Linked DNA regions of Sus scrofa: region 2 is linked to region 1. A link is a contact called in public HiChIP or PLAC-seq data. All regions are on one chromosome and are shown on one strand. Each heading gives the region's core, a stretch centred on a gene start, on an enhancer-like site or on the middle of the called end of the contact. The rest is flanking DNA. Distances are from core to core; before and after follow the strand shown. Region 1 holds the start of ZMYND8 (protein kinase C-binding protein 1). Region 2 holds the start of ARFGEF2 (brefeldin A-inhibited guanine nucleotide-exchange protein 2).

Evidence for each region. HiChIP or PLAC-seq counts read pairs in DNA pulled down with a chosen protein or histone mark.
Region 2: a contact with region 1 is called in an H3K27ac HiChIP or PLAC-seq map of alveolar macrophages. The contact joins the promoter of ARFGEF2 here to the promoter of ZMYND8 in region 1. A contact is called at or near these places in 2 of 47 Hi-C or Micro-C datasets (heart right ventricle and liver) and 1 of 2 datasets of contacts at active chromatin or transcription factors (alveolar macrophages).

What each region holds. Positions count from the first base shown.
Region 1 is chr17:49,388,796-49,392,395 of Sscrofa11.1, reverse strand. ZMYND8 (protein kinase C-binding protein 1) reads left to right here and starts at 1,978. Exons shown (of 26, transcript XM_021078039.1): 1 at 1,978-2,253; 2 at 2,946-3,179. The coding sequence starts at 3,166.
Region 2 is chr17:50,630,064-50,633,663 of Sscrofa11.1, reverse strand. ARFGEF2 (brefeldin A-inhibited guanine nucleotide-exchange protein 2) reads right to left here and starts at 1,820. Exons shown (of 39, transcript XM_003483981.4): 1 at 1,513-1,820. The coding sequence starts at 1,633.

The sequences.
Region 1 (3,600 bases), core at 729-3,228:
GGAATGTGGAGTCATCCCTGGGGTGGAAGTCTGACCTCTGGCACCGGCCTGCTGTGTGACCTTGAGCAGCTGGCTTCACCTCTCTGGGCTCTGTTCCAGCTCCCTAACAATGCTCCCTACCTCCGGGAGTCAGGCTGCGTAAAGTGCTGACTGAGCCAGTGCCAGGCCCAGGGCGAGCCTGTAGACGCTGTTGAGACCACTCTGTGCACTGGGGGTTTGAGAGGCCTCACTGGATAATCTCTCGATTGAGGCCGGCAGCATTTGCTTTTCTTTATTCTCTGCTTATCAGCAACATTCCATCAGACCCAGTATTGGCCCTTAGTAGGCCTGGCCTGGGCTTCCTTTTTCAATCCCTGGCCCTCCCAGGATTCCATCTGCCACCATACCTTTGTCTCTGTCCCCAGCCGAATTGCTGTTTTCCAGATAACCTCAGACCTACCCGAATGCCAACAGCATTCCTCAAACAGAGCAGAGCTGCCAGAATAAGCCGGCAGCTTCCTGCTCTTTGCCCCAGAAAACATTTCAAGTGATCAAGTGATTGGGGTGGTGGGGGGAGGATGCTGCAGCTGCTTATGCAACAAGCTTTAATCCCAGGGTAAAATCCACCACGCGAAACGGCCATGTATTTTATTTCTTCAAGTGGGGTCGGGAAGTTAGATCGGCCAGAAACTCCTCATTCTATTTGTTTTCCCCAAAGCAGCACCCACACACAGACACATGGAGTATTCTTATGGGATGGCTGTGGATGGCCGCTGCCCACACAGCCAGGCGGGAGCACAGAGGCTGATGAGCTCTGGCCTCCTGTCCCCGGTCTGGTCTCCCTGGGCTCAGTTCCACCCCCAGGAAGAGGAGGCCCCTCCCTTCTGGTGAGGCCCAGGCCTGTTGTCCTTTGTCAGATCTGGTGGTGGTGGCGGCAGTGCCCCCCCCCTCCCCCGCATCTTGGCCTCTTTAGCCTAAAATATAGCAACGAAATCCCCTCCCTCTTCATAAAGCCGGGGCCCTGCCCCTGCGGTACCGTGTCCTTGGGTTCTTGGCTTGTTCCTATTTGACATAAGATTCCCAGCCAGGAAGAATTTATGTGTGCTCGGTGGGCATCTGTCGTCCGTGGGGGTGGGGGTGGGGGTGGGGGAACGGGGGCAGGGCGAGCAGGCCATCAGCGCCACCGTTTTCTTTGTGGCAGCGGACTGTGTGGGATGAGAAAGCCCACAAGCCCTAATTTTAGAAGGAGAAGGGGAGGCTTTATTGGTCCATACTTTTACCTCCTGGCATATGGCTGCGTCACCTCGGGATGCTTTCTCCAGCCTCTCAAGAATGGGGTTTATTTAGCCTTTGGGGTTCCAGCTTGCTGGGGTGTTTTGTTTTGTTTTGTGTTTTTAAACCTTGTTAATCAAGCACCTTGTCTTTTTTAAAGAAAGAAGCCAGTGCGTGTGGACTTTTAAAGATCCTTTTGGATTTGCCTTTTCTTTCTCGGGCTGCCCACCAGTTACAAAGGAGGAACCAGGCAAAGACCTCCGAATACTATTGAAATGGGTGGAATTATAAGCAGTTCTGAAACACGAGTTAATGTTTTACTGGGGAGCAGTGCCAGAGATATGGGGGTGGGGGGATTGCCAAGGGGTAGGGCTGTGTGTGAAATAGCTGTTCCATCTGCCTGTGGGGACCCAGAGAAGCCGTGGAAGTAAATTTCAGCAAAAATCCTTATAAAGCTCATGGGATTTGTCTGCCCGCTGAGGGCCCAGCTCCCCCAGAAGACCCATGCAGGGATGACTGTGGCAGGAAGGGCGAAGCAGTGGGTGTAGGCCTGACTAATAATGGGGGTTCTTGTTCCCTGGCTGGGTTTGACATCTTTCTTTCTCCCTCTGGATTTAAATGGCTTCTCAGCCCGAGAGGCACTGCCTGTGCCCTGGATTCAGAAGGTACACGCCTCCTTGGGAAGCCAAGGCGAGAGACAGCGGCTCACTCACTCTCTCTCTCTCTCTCTCTTTCTGCATCTGCCGGGAGAGCTGCCGCTGGTATTTTTCCACAGGCCTTTTCTGCGCTCTCAGGGCCTAGCTTTTCCCGGCCAGGCCCAGAGTCCGAGAGAGGGTTAATAGGCAGGAAGCTGAAGCCATCGCAGACTAATACGGAAGTCAGATTTTTGTTTAACTGACAGGTTTAGCAGGCCTCCGCCGTGGGGGAGGGGGCCGGGAGGGGAAGGGAAGTCTGTAGCTCTAGGCATGTGGCCTGCTAGGAGCGCATTTGGCCTTTCTTAGGGTAAGGACCGAAGCTGCTGGGGGTGCGGGGCTGGCATCCCGGCCAGGAGGCAGGAGCCGGATTTGGTTTTCGTTGGAGCTCTGGATGGGGGTGGGGGGCGGTGAGAGGTGAGATTCTGGGCCGAGGCGAAGGGCTCTCTGGCCTGCTTTGTCCAGGAGGCAGTCTGACAATGACTATGCAAACTTGACCACTGGGTGCCCCTCCTCCCTGCCAGCCCGAGTCCTCTGTCCTCTGAGAAGCCAGGGCTGCTCTGGAACCATCTGGGGGGCTCGCCTGCCCGGTCTCTTCGGCCTCAGAGGCCTGCCTCCAGCCTCTTTTTTTTCTTGTTCCCTGGGCTGTTTTCCTGGGGCTCCCCACGCTTCGGCCTCAGTCCGCCCCTCACCTCGCCGGGGGCGGGGGTGGGGGAAGAACGTTCTGCTGGATTGTTCTAGAAAAAGGACCAGCCTTCCTCCCAGCGAGAGAGCCGTTTCCGTGGGGGCAGATGAGGGTGAGCCCTTCCAGCTCACCCCCAAATCGCTCTTGCTTGGGGCCTCCGGGCCTCAGGCTTTGCTGGAGCAGGTCAGGCTGGCTGCACTGGCTTGCCCGTGCCGGGAACTCTAGCCAGGGTGTGGGAGAAGGGCGTCTGGGGGCCCCTTCCCTAAGTTTTTCTTGCTGCAAAAGGCCTAGCTTAGCCTGTCTTTTTCTATGCACAGGATGGCTCTTGCTCACCAGAGCCTCACAAAGATAATCGCTCAGGAAGTGTTTCCGCCAATCCGAGGCCGCCTTACACTCCGATTTGCCGGGGCAGCCAATCGGGGATGAGCTTTTATTAGGCGGCCAGATCATCAAGCCGAAGTGCCAAACCCTTTTTCTGTGAGAACTAGGAGCCTGTCCTCCATGTTTTATAAGTATTGACATTACACAGTGTTAACAATGCATCCACAGAGGTAAGCTCGACTTTTTAACCATCTTTTCTCCCCCTCCCTCTGAGACATCCGCATTGTGGGCGAGCAGTGTGATTTCTCTGTGGCTGGCCGTGCCACACTCACCCCCACAGCACTTAGGTTAACTTGGAACTGTTTAGAGAGAATTTTTTTGCTTTCTTGGGTCACATGGCTAAGTAGCCATTAGCCAGAGCTTGATTCTGCAAACTGGCAAGGGCCTGGCACACCTTTTCTTCCACCAGGACATGGTGTTTCTAGAAGAGTGTGAAGCTAGATCCTGGTATTGCCAAAAAAGAAAGCTTTTTTTTTTTTTTTTTCCCCTCCCCTTCCCTCCTCTCTCTTTTTCTCTCTCTCTCTCCCTCTCTCTGAGCAGTACCCCCCTCCCCCCCCTGCACTATTGTCTTCTCTTGTGTCACATGCCTGC
Region 2 (3,600 bases), core at 571-3,070, 1.2 Mb before region 1:
TGGGTGCGGCCTTATAAAGCAAAAAAGAAAGGAAATTTCTCGCACTGATCCTGAATTTCACAGGACTAGCATCTGTTTCCAGATCATCTCAGCAACAACCACCTTTGTCTCAACAGTACCTGATCCTTGAGGAAGTCTCAGACCCTTCTGAGAATCTGATGAAAGCTATGGACTTCTTCCCAGAGAAGTGCAAAGTTCACAACCCCATTCCTAGGCCCCCAGAGAACACTCCAGAGTACCCTTCACCGAAGGAAGGGAGAAGGGTGATGTCACAAACCCTGTGACAGAAAATTAGACTTTCCATTGACTTAATTAACTGTTAGGGAAACCAGGTATTTTTACAGATTCCAAACCACAAGTAGTGGTGTGGTGAATTACTGTGAAGCCAATTCCTGTCAAAGGTGTAGATTCTCACTGCCTAGAACTCTCTTTTTCTGAAATTCCACATGGTGGACACCTCCTGCCTTCCAATACTTGGCCCAAATGTCACCTCCTCAGAAAGGATTACTTTCTTGAGGACCCTATGAAAAGCAATCCTCCGACTGCCTCTTGATCACATCTTGCTCTTTTCTTTTACTTTTACAAAAGTAATTCCTTAAAAGTTACTTTTACAAAAGTACTTAGTATTCAAAAATGTCTGATAATTTTTAAATTTACTTAGTCTCACCGATTAAAGTCTAAGCTCTTTTAAGGCCAAATACCTTGTCTGTATAGTACCCCACTGTATCTTGCTACACAAGGTGGGCATTTGATAAATATATGCTGAATGACTGAAACTAAAAGATGTTGATGTTGGAATCAATCATCAAGGTTTTCAACAAGCTATGAATCAGAGTTCTCTCCCTCTTTCAGTAATCTGTGGGTCCATACAATCAGCATCTACTGTGTGCTAGGCACTGTTGTGGGTGCAGGGGATCCAGCGGTGAATAAAAGACAAATATTTCTGTCCTCACAGACCCTCTATTTTACCGGACCGCCCGGAATGAGCAGATCCTTTGCACACCACGATACCTGGGAGGTGCAGGATAACCCTCTACATTGCCTTCTGGAGGGAGTTATGGGCGATCCTCAAATGAAAGGAAAACATTCATCATTTGGGCACTTTCAAAGCAGGTCTCAGGGGTTTCCCTAAACTAGTTGGGCAGCTCTTTCCACCTGCTCTGCTTACATGGGGGAACTCGAACCAGCAAAACCCAGGTAAAGAAAAAACTTAGAGCAAGGGCTGCTGCTTCTGCGGGTGGTGAGGGAAGGAACAGGAAACAGGAGGGCAAGAAGTCGTGGCAAAAACCCTGGGCTGGGACCCTGGAGACCCAGCCCTGGCTGTCACCAACTTGCTAGGTGACCTTGGGCCAGTCTCGAGCTACCGGGGCATCAGTTTCCCCTGGGGGTATAATGAGGAGGCCAGGAAGGTAGGATTCAGGGTCAGGGGGAAGTGACGCCCAGAAGGCCGGGTGGGGTAACGGCCGGTGTGGGGAGGCCGGCGCGGGGGCCGGGCCGGGGCGGCTCACCCACCGAGCGCCACCTGGCAGGCCCTGCGCAGCTGGGAGTGCTGGGGCCGCTTCACCTCCTTGTCGGCTAGAATCTTCTCCAGGGCCCGAGACACGAACATGCTCTTGGTCTGGCTCTCCTGCATGGCCCCGGCCCGGCGGGGGCTGGCAGCCCCGCGGGCGAGCGGCGCAAGCGGGCGGGCGGGCGAGCGAGGCAGCGGGCCCGGCGTCCAGGACGGCACCAGCCGCGTCCGTCCGCACCGCCCAGTCAGGAAGCGACGCCGCGGCCCCACGGCGCCGCCATGTTGGAGCGCATCACGTGACTACGTGACTGGCGGGGCCGCGGCTGCGTCCGTGGACCCCGTGACCCCCTAGAGGGCGGGGCCTATGGCTGGGGGCGGGGCGGGGCGGGCCCAGGTGGGCGAGGCGGTGGGGCTAATAGTGGAGGAAGGCAGGGGAAAAGTTGGAAGGTGAGGAGGTAAAGAAGAGAGGCAATAAGGGAGTCAGAGGAGGTGAGGAGGAAAGAGGAAGCTAGGGGGTTGGAAGAGCAGGTGAGATGGTGAGGAGGGGAGGCTCCAAGGTCGGGGAGAAATTGGGGCGGGGGAAGGGAGGTGGAGATGGGGAGAGAGGCGGGGGAAGGGGAGGGTTCAGGAGAAGCGCGGGGCGGGGGAAGAAGAGAGGAGAGGCAGGAAGAAGGGGAGCTTAGGAGGAGGGGGCTGAGGAATAGAATGGAAAAAGAGATGGTGTGGGAGGGAGGTGAAGGGAAGGAGGTGAGAAAGATAAGAAAACAGCCTGGGAGAGGGAGAGCACAAAGGAAGGGGTGGAGGGAAAGGGCTGGAGGAAGGGAGGGAGATTAAAAGGAGGTGTATTGGAGTTCCCGTCGTGGCTCAGCGCTCAACAACTAGTATCTATGAGGACCTGGGTTCGACCCCTGGCCTCGCTCAGCGGGTTAAGGATCTGGCATTGCGGTGGGCTGTGGCGTAGGTCGCAGACACAGCTCAGATCCCGCATTGCTGTGGCTGGGGCTGTAGGCCAGCAGCTACAGCTCCAATTTGACCCCTAGCCCGGGGACCTCCGTATGCCATGAGTGTGGCCTTAAAAAGACAAAAATAAATAAATAAATAAATAAATAAATAAATAAATAAATAAAGGAGGTGTATTCATGCACACTCCCAAAACAGGATTTCGCCACCCCCGTGGCAAGACAACCACTTGTCTTCCATTCAACCCTCCCATCACTGGAATAGAGCTGAGTCCTGGTATCCAGTCCAGTGAACGTCTGTGCTTCTGGTGCCACATCTGTGCATGATGCTGCTGGGAAAAACCACTCTGACTGCACCTCCCCGTGGAGTGTGTCCATCTATTTTCATAAAGCTGTGGTTCCTCCCAGTGCAGTGTGTGAGGCAGGGGGGCATTTGGGGGCAGGGGGCATCAGAAAGGGAAGAAACAGAGATGGCCAGTGTCACACAGCCTGCCAGTGAGGGTAAGGAGACAGGTATTCTGGCCCCAGGGGCACCCTCCACTCCCCGCCACTGCCACTGATAGCACCACACCCTTGGTCCTGTCTGCCCGTGCCCTTCCTTTCATGCGGCCCACCTGCTCCAAGGGAGCTGCCATGCTGTTGGGCTCCTGCAAGAACAGTGTCTTTTGCAAGGACAGTGTCTTGGAATCTCGGAAACTTGTGACACAGACACACTCCAATGCACAGGTCTCAGCTCAAGAATCTCAGGGAGGCCCTCTCTCCCTACAGCACATTCTGACCTTTTTCACTGTTGATTTGTTTTGTCCTCTGCCTCCGGTGTGGGCTGCAGAGGGACAGGCTGCATCCCCAGGGCCTGGTCCAAAGCAAGGGAGAGGTTTGATGGCCATAAATTCCATTGCTGTCGTGTAGCTTTGCAGCTCCTCCTGTCGAGAAGTGAAGTCTATTTCTCCACCCCCCGTGACTTGCCTTGACCAATAGATTATGGTGGAAAGAAGGGTGAGCTCTCCCAGAACCAAGGGATCTTGAGGCTTTTAGATGTGCAGAAGCAACTAGAAGAAATAGCACATGGAGAGAAAAGCCCATTATCCCAGTGCTCCCAGCCGAGCCCAGTCCCAGCCAATCTACCAGCTG